Linked DNA regions of Mus musculus: region 1 is linked to region 2. The links are chromatin contacts, called in public Micro-C maps. All regions are on one chromosome and are shown on one strand. Each heading gives the region's core, a stretch centred on a gene start, on an enhancer-like site or on the middle of the called end of the contact. The rest is flanking DNA. Distances are from core to core; before and after follow the strand shown. Region 1 overlaps A930006I01Rik (RIKEN cDNA A930006I01 gene). Region 2 has its middle 6.6 kb from the start of Gm13869.

Evidence for each region. Hi-C and Micro-C count contacts between places; a contact is called where the count stands out from the background.
Region 1: a Micro-C map of the G1E-ER4 cell line shows a contact between it and region 2, with 2.4 times the contacts expected there. The contact joins two enhancer-like sites. A contact is called at or near these places in 14 of 484 Hi-C or Micro-C datasets (the AML12 cell line, the G1E-ER4 cell line, the HPC-7 cell line and 8 more), 2 of 115 datasets of contacts at active chromatin or transcription factors (bone marrow-derived dendritic cells and trophoblast stem cells) and 1 of 9 other capture datasets (embryonic stem cells).

Annotation. Positions count from the first base shown.
Region 1 is chr2:103,346,088-103,349,064 of GRCm38.p6, reverse strand. The region is part of intron 1 of A930006I01Rik (RIKEN cDNA A930006I01 gene); the gene reads left to right. Among named protein-coding and RNA genes, the nearest start is that of A930006I01Rik, 25 kb to the left of the region's middle. Within about 2 kb of position 1,519, at least 34 of the 459 cell types and tissues checked have an H3K27ac peak or open chromatin away from gene starts, as enhancers often do. A contact at or near this core is called in the G1E-ER4 cell line, where this site is marked.
Region 2 is chr2:103,202,225-103,205,200 of GRCm38.p6, reverse strand. No RefSeq gene overlaps it. Among named protein-coding and RNA genes, the nearest start is that of Gm13869, 6.6 kb to the left of the region's middle. Within about 2 kb of position 1,695, at least 3 of the 459 cell types and tissues checked have an H3K27ac peak or open chromatin away from gene starts, as enhancers often do. A contact at or near this core is called in the G1E-ER4 cell line, where this site is marked.

The sequences.
Region 1 (2,977 bases), core at 270-2,769, 140 kb before region 2:
ACTGTCACGTTGCAGATGCTCAGGAGAAGCCGTTGTGAGCGTGGTGTATAGGGGGAGAGGTGGGCTGTGGGTCTCCATTTGGGAATCATCAGCCTAGAGATGGTACTTAGACGCTGAATTGTTTCTTCACAGAGGGAGGGTGGATGCAGAAGAGTAGAGCATGAGAGTACAGGTTTCAGGTCATGATGTTCAGAGGGTGGGGCATCAGGAGGACAGCTGGTATTTATAAACACTAGAACGAGAATATGAGAATCGATATCAGGACATTTACCAAAGCACTATCTGGTAGGGGGTGACAGAACAAGTCCACAGAAAGCTCTCCCAACGGTACAACAGATCCAGGCTGGTGGCCCCATCACCGCCAAGCAAGGGTGATGCTGTGCCCTGCTGTGCTGCTCTCTCAAAAAATGTGAGCGTTGTCTCTAAGCCAATTGTAAATGATGGCCAGGGTCATAGGGTTTTCTAACATGCTGGGCAGTCAGGCAAACAGCTGTAGGAGTGGTTGCAGGGAGACTGGGGGGCTGTAGGTGACAGGCAGGGATAACTCGGGGTGACAGACTCTCTAGCTGCTCCCCAGAAGCCATAGTTATGGGAGAAGCCATAGTTTCCTCAGAAGCACTTGGCACGTTGTCCGGACAGCAAGAGAAGCCAGTGCTGCCATTGATAGCTGTGTGACTTCAGGAAAATTGCTCAATGTCTCCCAAGCTCTATTTCCTCGTCGCTCATGACTAATAATTCCGTCCATGGGGGTATTTGTAAAGATTAAAGAATGTTAAGTACATTAATGCGTGTAGTGAACTGCAAAGCTATATGCAAATACAAGCGTTGGAACTAAGGAGGTCTGTGATTCCTGGCTCCATTTACACAAGAATGGATTGTCACACTTTGCATAAGTGATGGGTTTTCCTTTCTGAAGTTACTTCTTTGAGATCCCTAATCCTTACCATTGGGAGAAAGACTGGGGTTAGGAGAGAGGAGAAGGGTAACACAGGAGGTGAATGACCAAAGCACATTAATACATGTTTGAAAACATCTTAATGACACCCATTATTTTGTACAATGAGTTAGGCTGGTGGGGGGGAGACAAAATCGATATTTTAGAGAAAAAAAAAAGCTTCACAAACTGAAAGTGTCTTCCATTATTTGCTTTAGAGTTAAAGCATGAGCCACCATCCTTGGACTGGGAACACAAGAAAGACATTTCACTTCCCCCATCAATGATTTCTCTCTCCCTCCGGTTCCTTATCTGCCTCCTCCTTATCTCAGAAAAGCCTTTAGCCGGTTGCCAGGAGAGATGGCTGATCTTTCTCTTCTGCCTCCCGCAATGCTGATAAAAAGCAGGAGGGGGCACAAGGGATGGAAACAATTCTGGTCCTGCCAGCCTCAGTCCAAGGAGCATTTTAGGCCAGGGGATGGGGTTCCCCTGCTGGGGGCGGGGAGATCAGTAGGTCTGTGTGTTCCAGTCTCGACAGTCCAAAACCCTCTCTTGACATTGGGAAAGTCAGTGAGTTGGATTCAAGCTTTAGGGACTCTTTGGCTGCAGTCTGGTTACTTCTGCATGCAGCCACTAGATGGCAATGTCTTCCTAACCCTAAAGCAAGGTTTTGCTTTGGAAAAATGCCAAGTTTTAACACAGACAAACCACACACACACACACACACAGACACACAGACACACAGACACACAGACACACACAGACACACACACACACACACACACAGACACACAGACACACAGACACACACACACACACACACACACAGAGACACACACACACACACACACACACACACACACACACACACTTGTTCTCCCCTAAAGTGCAAAATAATATCCATATCAATAGGGAAGCAAAGAACGTTCTTTCTGAAAACTCTGGGTAAGTTAGTGATGCAGACAGACAGGGCACCTGCTGGAAGGAGGCATATTTGTGAGGACTGAGGTCTTCATTGAAGATGTCTTCAGTGGCTGCAGACAGTGTCATCAGGGAGCTATGGGAACTGTTGGGTATTAGGAAGCTGCAGAGGTCATGGAGATGTGCCCTAGATGGAAGGTTTGTGTGAAGAACCCTGCAAAACTCTGGCCCATGCCAAGTGCCGCCTGGCCTTGCAGAAGTTGGCCTTGCAGACACATGCCCAGGGCTGGCTGTTAAGACTGTCCTGGCAGAATCAAGGACCTCCTTTGCAGGCAAGGAATTCAGAGAGAGACAGTGCGATGGGAGCCTTCTCTTGTAGATGGGGAAACTGAGGTCAGAGCAAGGAAGGTCTCTGGAGTCTGTCTTCTTGCTAAGTTTCTTTGCATGTAAACAGCCCAATTGACTTTAAATGGCTTTTCCCAATGTCTCATGCTCTTTGATGAGCTAGCATAGCTTCTTAAGCTTCCTGGCTCCAGCTTGCCAAGCGCCAGTGTCTATGCAAACCCGGGCATGCTGCAGTGGTTGAGGTTCCAATAGCAGATGAATATGTTCAAAGCCATCCAGCAGCCAAGTGATCCGGTAGAGGAGAAAAGTCATTCCAAGTAATCGCTTATTAACTCGCCAAGCAATCTCACATCTCACCGTAGATGCTTTGCAGCTAATAATGATAATAATAAGTACTTATTTAGTGCTTCTTGTAGATCAGTCTCCATTTTAATCAGTTAGTATCATAGAGCCACATTATTCCAACAACACCATGAAATAGATCCTACTGCCATTTTTTTGAGTCAGGAGCTGTCTGTCTATACAGCTCAGGCTGTCCTGGAACACAGGAGAAATGCCCCCCCCCCCCCCCGCCTCAGTTTCCACAGTGCTTGGATTACCGATATCTGCTGACAAATTTGGTTCAGTTATTACTCTGTCTGTGTTACAGGTCCAATAGGGTAAATCAGAGAAGGTAAATAACTCGCCTACGGTTACACAGCTGGAAGGCACAGAGCCAACATCACACCCTGCTTTGCCTAACTCCAGAGCAGATCTTTTAGCATTCCTGCCATGAAG
Region 2 (2,976 bases), core at 446-2,945:
AAGCTGTCTCACATGCTCTGCCTCACCTCTGCACAAGTCCAGTGATCTCTCAGAAGTCAATCATGCCATTTGCTTACCACGGGTTACACAGACAATATCAACATTTAGCTGTGTGCACAAAACTCCAAGTCATGCTTTGGGAGATGGAAGGCAGTGGGTAGATCCTGGGTAAACAAGCAGTGTCTACTGTAGAGTCACATTTCCTCATACAAAGACCAACAAAACAAGAATTAATTCCTGCTCAATAGCATCAACTCTAGCTTGGAGAGCAACATGACCTACTTTGAAAAATAATCACGGTGCAATAAGACACGCAGGAGTAAGGTACTTAATTTTCCTGGGATGACCAGAGAAAGTCCTAGGAGAAAACTGGTCCCACTCTAAAAGAAAAGAAGGTCAGGAGACCTGAAGGGAAAAAAAATGTCATGTTGTTCTGATAGGATGTCTGCATGTGCCATGCAGGATAGGTGGAAGGTAGAGATGCTGAGAAATGATACAAGCCTCATAGGGACAGACCTGCCGGCTCTACAGCTCTGTGGACCACAGCACTGGAAGAATGGTGGATAGCTACTACTTACCTTTGTCTACCTTGAGGCTTTGCATCGTTATGTTTTGTTTTGCTTTGTTTGAAAAATGCCCCTTTATATTCTACAAGACTTCCAGTCACATGGCCTGATTCTCTATTGCCTGAGCATTGATCCATAACACAAGAAGAGCCAGTCCAAATCCTTTATGGAACTGATACGGGTGCTGAAGGTGAGGCTCTGTTCCATTAAATCAATGGGGCTAACAAGAGTTATGCTTTTCTTTTTTTTTTCTTTTTTTTTATTAGGTATTTTCCTCGTTTACATTTTCAATGCTATCCCAAAAGTCCGCCATACCCACCCCCCCCAATCCCCTACCCACCCACTCCCCCTTTTTGGCCCTGGGGTTCCCCTGTACTGGGGCATATAAAGTTTGCAAGTCCAATGGGCCTCTCTTTGCAGTGATGGCCGACTAGGCCATCTTTTGATACATATGCAGCTAGAGTAAGAGTTATGCTTTTCTTCTTCAGAGAAAAGAGGTTAAAAAATGGGAAGAGGTAGAGCCAGGGTGTGGTACTCTTGCTGGAGCATCTGCCTCATGTGCTGGGTTCAGTTCCCAGTGCCTCATTAGCTGGCTGTGGTGGTACACTCACAGAATCTGACACCCAGAAGGTGGATCAGAATGATCAAAGCTCATGCTTATCCTAGGCGTCATCCACAATGAATGCAAGGCTAGTCTGAGCTACATGAGACCTTGTCTTGTTAGTAAATAAAAGGGGGCAAAGGGAGGACTTATGACATAACTCTAAAACCTGAATTTAATTCACGCCAAACCATCACTACTCCGTGAGTTGCTTAAGCTGGTTACATTTCCTTCTTAAGTGTGGCTTGAGTTAGGTAACTGTCCCTTGCAGGGTCTTTAGAAACAGGAAAACCCACCTGAAACTCTCACAGTGGTCCAGCCTGAACCTTCTCTGTTCTGCCTCCCTTAGCTGCTGGAAGAGAAGAGACAAGTTTTCCATGGCTGTCTCCCCCGCCCCATGTGCTGTCTGAAAGAGGCTCTGGTTCTCACCCAGCTGGCTGGATGGCACCCACTTCCTGTCCTGTGAATGTGGGCTACCTTCCCGGGGCTGTTATCTGACTCCACTATCAGCCAGCAGGTTTCTAGGAAAGCAGTGTTCTACAAGAGCAAATGGCTGTGGTCAGAGCTAATGGTAACTCCAGCAGCCATGAACACAATGGGGCCCTGGACATCATTCATGACTTTTGGTGTTCAGGAGTCGGACATGAGCTGCCACAAACAAGATAACGTATACTTCTAACAAGTTTTCAGAGGCTCCAGGGCTGACTTCAGTTTAGTTCAACTAGCTTTTAAGTACTTCCTATACCTCCAACCTAGTCACACACTAGCTGTGTGAGCCCGGGAAAGTAGCCTCAGCTCTCTAAACTTCTATTTCTTCACTGCTAAAAGGCCATTTGCAATCATATATGGAGTGCTTGCTGTGCATCAGATGTATTAAGCTCTGTGTCAGGGCTGCCTCCATCTAACAGGAAGTAACCTATGTGCACATTTTCAGTACAGGACTGACACACTGTGACATTTCCATCTGAGAACTCATTGCTACCTGTGTTGCTATAGAGACCACCAGCCTCATTTCAGTCTTTTAATGGACAAGGAAACAGACACTCAGAAGAACTTAAAGCCACCTAGCACAATCCTTGGCCAAGGAAAAAGCCCGGAGCCATACATTCCCTAAATCTAGGCACATGCACAGAAGCAACAAAGATTACAGAGGGCTGAGAAATGTTTTGACCAATGAAACCAAAATTCTAATTTAAAGAAGCGTGAAAATGAAAATGACCTAAGAAGAGATACTCCCTGCGTTTTACTGAGCAACATCAGATCGCAATGGTCATTGTCAGTTTCGTGTCTATCCATAAGTTAAAAGTGGCAGATCTGGCACCAGCAAGGCTCTTTAAGAGATATGAGAAGTGCATTCTGATGTCTGTGGAAGAGAAAGCAATGGTAGCTAAGTCAACTGCAGAACGTGAGATGGGCTACATCTCACCTGGAGAAGACTAGTACAAGGTGATAATACTAATACTAATACTAATACTAATACTAATACTAATACTAATACCAATACCAATACCAATACCAATACCAATACCAACACCAACACCAACACCAACACCAACACCAACACCAACACCAACACCAACACCAACACCAACACCAACACTAATACCAATACTAATACTAACACTAATACCAATACTAATAACAATATCCACCCAGCTTGGTATAGGTAAGATAGACCAATATCACCATGGATAGCTGGATCCCAAAACACCTACAGAGAATAGGCTTATAAACTTGATCAAGGGAGGACATTTGTGAAGTCTAATACGTGGCAGAGGAAGGCATTACAACGTCATGACAAAAAGGCCA